2 separate regions of the Canis lupus genome follow, and region 2 is linked to region 1. Evidence: chromatin contacts called from public Hi-C data. All regions are on one chromosome and are shown on one strand. The core of a region is the stretch at or near the end of the contact, and the rest is flanking DNA. Distances in the headings are between cores, read along the strand shown. Region 1 holds the start of LOC119867697 (histone H4). Region 2 holds the start of H3C8 (H3 clustered histone 8).

What was found. Hi-C and Micro-C count contacts between places; a contact is called where the count stands out from the background.
Region 2: a contact with region 1 is called in a Hi-C map of liver, with 4 times the contacts expected there. The contact joins the promoter of H3C8 here to the promoter of LOC119867697 in region 1. A contact is called at or near these places in 2 of 9 Hi-C or Micro-C datasets (blood and liver).

Annotation. Positions count from the first base shown.
Region 1 is chr35:25,398,917-25,401,616 of UU_Cfam_GSD_1.0, reverse strand. LOC119867697 (histone H4) reads left to right here and starts at 1,385. Exons shown (of 1, transcript XM_038584378.1): 1 at 1,385-2,700. The coding sequence starts at 1,408. The coding sequence ends at 1,719. All of the region lies in intron 1 of H1-2 (histone H1.2), which reads left to right.
Region 2 is chr35:25,667,379-25,670,078 of UU_Cfam_GSD_1.0, reverse strand. H3C8 (H3 clustered histone 8) reads left to right here and starts at 1,431. Exons shown (of 1, transcript NM_001374585.1): 1 at 1,431-1,862. The coding sequence starts at 1,431. The coding sequence ends at 1,841. H2BC10 (histone H2B type 1-J-like) reads right to left here and starts at 70. Exons shown (of 2, transcript XM_038584488.1): 1 at 1-70. The coding sequence starts at 70.

The sequences.
Region 1 (2,700 bases), core at 136-2,635:
AATAAAATCTTTTGAAAAAAATAAAGAAAATGTGGTATATAGAATTGATCCTTGAACAATCAGGTTTTAAACTGGCTGAGCCCACTTATTTGCAGAGTTTTTTCCAATAAATACGACATGCTGCTGTAAACGTTTCTTCCTTATGATTCTTTCGGTAACATTTTCTTTTCTCTGGTTTACTTTATGTAAGAATGCAGCATAGAATACATATATAAACTATGTTAATAGACTTTATTAGGGTAAGGCTTCTATTCAACTATGGTTTTGGTAGTTTAGGGTCCGTCAAAAGTTATATTCGGATTTTCAAGTGTGCAGGGGTCAGCGCCCGAACCCCTGCATAATTCAAGGGTCAATTGTATATACAGGGGAATATTAGCATAAAAAGAGGATGAAATCTTGCTATTCATATGGATGGACTGACAGGGCATATGCTAAATGAAATAAGGTAGAGAAAGTCAAATGCCATATGATTTAACTTACGTGTGGAATCTAAAAAAACATAACGAAGAGACAAATAAAGAGAACAAATTGGTAGTTGTGGGGGTGGGGGGTAAGAGGCTAAATAGGTGAAGGTGATTAAAAGGTACAAACTTCCAGTTATCCGACAAATAAGTCACAAGGATGCAAAGTATAGCATAGGGAATATAATCATAATGATTTTGGTAACAGGTGGCAAAAACACTTATCATGATGAGCATTTCATAATGTATATAACCTCAATTTACTGCCGCACACCTAAAACTAGCATAATGTATGTCAGCTATACTTCAATTGAAGACAAAACTAAAAAACCCAGAATTCATCAACGTCTTGTACTTTATTACATGGTGTTATTTAAGACCAACGTTCACTATTATATACGTATCTGTGTTGTCTGTATTGTTGGGAGTTAAAGAAGAGTGACTTTTCTGGTTTTAGACTCTCCTGCGTCTGTTTCCTAAAAATAATCTGTTCTAACAGCCCTTATGTCCGAGGCCTATTTTGGGGTGCCATACTCTGCTCCCCTTCCTACCAAAGTGGCCCATTTTGCGGCGGCAGGTCTTATCTTGGGGTGGCATCTGGGGGTACCCTTCCCAGCTAACAATTACTCCGATGGAGACGAGGACGTGCAGGACTGTTGGACACGGGAAGCCCCTAATCGCATTCCGCTGAGTAAGGAGGGGAGGCTGCAGAAGCGAACAGCCCTGGGCTGCGGAACCCGCCGAGCTCGGCGGCGAGCGCCCGGCTCCGTCTCTCACGGGACGGTCCCGGGAGCGCGGCCCGAGGGGGCGGAGCCCGAGGAGGGGCCGAAGCCCCGCTTCCCGCCCGCGCCCTCAGTTCTCAACGAGGTCCGACGCCTGCTTATAATTACTCCCGGCGGAGGCGCAGGCCCAGCGCCGGGAGGTCGTCGCACAGAGCGCTTGTGCCATGTCTGGTCGCGGCAAGGGCGGGAAGGGGCTGGGCAAGGGCGGCGCCAAGCGCCACCGCAAGGTGCTGCGCGACAACATCCAGGGCATCACCAAGCCCGCCATCCGGCGGCTGGCCCGGCGCGGCGGCGTCAAGCGCATCTCGGGCCTCATCTACGAGGAGACCCGCGGGGTGCTCAAGGTGTTCCTGGAGAACGTGATCCGGGACGCCGTCACCTACACGGAGCACGCCAAGCGCAAGACGGTCACGGCCATGGACGTGGTCTACGCGCTCAAGCGCCAGGGCCGCACCCTCTACGGCTTCGGGGGTTAAGAATTTCATCCTTTACTTACTACTCAAAGGCCCTTTTTAGGGCCGCCCACATTTTCTTAAACCGGGCTGTACGCGTATTGTTTCGGGGCTTTTGTTGGGAGCCAAGTGTTAATTTTTCCGATTACTGGTTAAGAGCTTCTAAGTACAAGTCTGAGCGCGACGGGCCGCTGGGTGCCCGCCCAACCAATCCGGTAGCCACCTAGTGCGTGGCCGGGTTTCGCGCCAGTCGGGACCGGCCCTGGCTTGGGGCGGCCAATGGGGAGCCGGCTAGAGGCGCCTGGGCCGGGCGGGAAACGGCCGGACCGGAGCCGCCCACTTACTCCGGGAAGCGGTCACGCCTGCCCTTGTCCGGAAGGAACAGAACCACAACCCGTGCTGTGGCAGGAGGTGGTATTCCAGTCGCCCCTGAGCTCCTTAGTCTGGGGACGTTCGGTAAATGCAAGGTTGCGGGAGGATGCCCGTCCCACCTCACAGGAAGTTCACATGAGGATCCATTGGTTGCCAGAGAGAAGCTACGTGTTTGTTCCCAGCGTGTTTGCCACCCAGCGACGTCAGGACAGGAGCAGTCCTTGGCCGCCACCGCTCCGCTTGGAGTCCGCCTGTGAGGCCAAGTGTCCTCCCCGCTCTGCAGCCGGTAGCCTTAGATTTTGAGGTATCCCGGCATTTTTAGTCTCCGGCCCCGGGCACCCACAAGTCCTTGGCTAAGCAGGATCTGGGAGTTCCCACTTAGGAGATCCGGTCTCCCGACTGCTCGAGTTCCTAAGGCCTCTGGTAGGTGGCAACACGAGGGCTCCAGGGAAGGGCTCCCTCTGGGACTGGCTCAGACTGTCCTGCACCTTCCCCTTCGACCCTTTGCCAGGTCTTCTCTCTCTTCTGCCTCCTGTAATAGTTTTTAATGAACCCCTCAGACATCGTCAAAAAGTGTTTTGAAGTATGCCCTCAAATTGATAAACCAGACAACTGAATAGTCAGCATCTTTGA
Region 2 (2,700 bases), core at 182-2,681, 270 kb before region 1:
AATAGTTCAGCTCTTTGCGTTTTGCCGGTCTCGACTCCTGTTCTTTAGTGCGTTGTTGCTGTGCTATCATGTCGGGTCGCGGGAAGCAGGGCGGCAAGGCTCGCGCCAAGGCCAAGACGCGCTCGTCGCGGGCCGGGCTCCAGTTCCCGGTGGGCCGCGTCCACCGCCTGCTCCGCAAGGGCAACTACGCGGAGCGGGTCGGGGCGGGCGCGCCGGTGTACCTGGCGGCCGTGCTGGAGTACCTGACGGCCGAGATCCTGGAGCTGGCGGGCAACGCGGCCCGCGACAACAAGAAGACGCGCATCATCCCGCGCCACCTGCAGCTGGCCATCCGCAACGACGAGGAGCTCAACAAGCTGCTGGGCCGCGTGACCATCGCGCAGGGCGGCGTCCTGCCCAACATCCAGGCCGTGCTGCTGCCCAAGAAGACCGAGAGTCACCACAAGGCCAAGGGGAAGTAAACCTACCTAAATACCTCTTTGTGCATCTAAAGCTTATTTTCCCATCCAAAGGCTCTTTTCAGAGCCGTCCACATTTTCAAATTAGGAAGCTTGTAACAAAGTGTTGCTTTTCTATTACGTAAGCCTTACACGGGCACGGGCTCTGGATAGTAAAATCAGTGTATCCATTGCAATAAATTGTGGCTGCTTAACTTGGACAGAAACCGGAGTATGGTAGGCAAGGTTCTAATACGTGAGGGGAAGCTAGTTAGTGATGGCAATGTTTGCAAAACCCTAGCTTTATGTAGATGGCCAGGGGCCTCCATGTTCAATCATGTTTAGCGAGTAATACACCTACAGTGAGGAAACCAGAAGTAAGGGATAATTCAATGAACCTCCATGGGAGGGGTGGTAGCCTGGGATGCCGTAAGGCAAAAAAAGTATGGGACCGGAAATCGGCGCAGGCTGTTTCTATGCTGAAGTGAATGAAAGGAAATCCCAACATTTGTCACACGGTGGTGACCGCTTCGTCCCCGGGCCAGTCGTCTTACCTGTGGTTTCCCAGAGTGGATATAGAAAGGGGCTGTCCCCGCTATTCAATTCAGTTAAAGTAACCATCAGAAAACAAATTTGTTCTTAAGACGTGACCCTCCGTCTTGCGCTCCATTACGTGAGTCTCCTGAGCCAGAGTTAGCATCTTCCCCTGCCCCCTGGTTATGCCTTATTTGGAATCTGAGAGGAGTTGAAGCAGAACACCCTAAGGTTAATTTCTGGATTGGCTGACTACAACAAAGACCGGATTGGAATGTTTAATAATTCATCCAATCGGAGCCTCCAGTGGTCCACCAATCACGTCCTCAGCTTCAGCCAATGGTTTCATCGCGCGGGAGTTTTGAAAAATGCAAGACCAATCGGAACGGTTCTGAGTATATATAAGGGCAATGTAGTCTGCGAGACTTGGTAGTGTAGTCTTCTCTCTGTTTTCTCGAGATGGCTCGTACGAAGCAGACGGCGCGCAAGTCGACGGGCGGCAAGGCCCCGCGCAAGCAGCTGGCCACCAAGGCGGCCCGCAAGAGCGCGCCGGCCACCGGCGGCGTCAAGAAGCCGCACCGCTACCGGCCCGGCACGGTGGCCCTGCGCGAGATCCGGCGCTACCAGAAGTCCACGGAGCTGCTGATCCGCAAGCTGCCGTTCCAGCGCCTGGTGCGCGAGATCGCGCAGGACTTCAAGACCGACCTGCGCTTCCAGAGCTCGGCCGTCATGGCGCTGCAGGAGGCGTGCGAGGCCTACCTGGTGGGGCTCTTCGAGGACACCAACCTCTGCGCCATCCACGCCAAGCGCGTCACCATCATGCCCAAGGACATCCAGCTGGCGCGCCGCATCCGCGGGGAGAGGGCGTAAAGCTTCCCCCGCTAATTGAATTAACTCAAAGGCTCTTCTAAGAGCCACCCACTTTTTCTCTAAAATTGCTGTAATTGTGTTCCCTCAATTTCGAGTCTTTTTTAAACCCGTTTTAAGTTGGTTCTTGGTGTTAAGGTGAGCTCTTAAAAGGTGGAGGTTTGGTACGTGATGTTTGCTCTTTTCCTGGGCTTTCAGTTGTGCCCTCCGCTCCTCCTTTCAGCCTCTCCCTATGTGCAGAATGCTTCGGTGTAAGTTTTCGCAAGTTTGGGCAATGACCGTTGCAAAACTAGTTCTGTGGACATGTTTGACTTCATGTCTGAAACTAATTTGCTCAATTCCCATGACTTGATAAAAGTGAAGTCTTGGTTCTCATGTAAAATCTTAGAAAGATGCAGGCTGGTACTTGATTTCTATGGAATTCGATTCAGGGTTTTTTTTTTTTTTTAATTAATGAAAGACCGGCAGCGGGAAAACCAGCGTCCTCTCGAGCTCAATAAGGGACACTATCCCAGGACTTGGGATCATGACCTGAGCCAAAGGCAGATGCTCAACTGCTGAGCCACCCGGATGTTACCTAGACTCAGGATTTCTAAGGAGCTTACTGGTAACAATTTAAGACCATTAATGACTTGTGTGGTCCTTGACTCTGCCTCTGTCCACCGGTGACATGGGCATCACTTGGGAGCTTGCAAAAGATGTAGATTATCCCATCCTGTCCTATGCAGGCCTAGTGAAAATTGACATTGTGTCACGTTCACCTCAGGTGGTTGACCTAACACTAGTTTAAGAAGCCTATTTTCAAAAGTATTTTTGGGCTCATCAACAGAGGAACCTGTGACCTCTCCATAGGAATACTAGG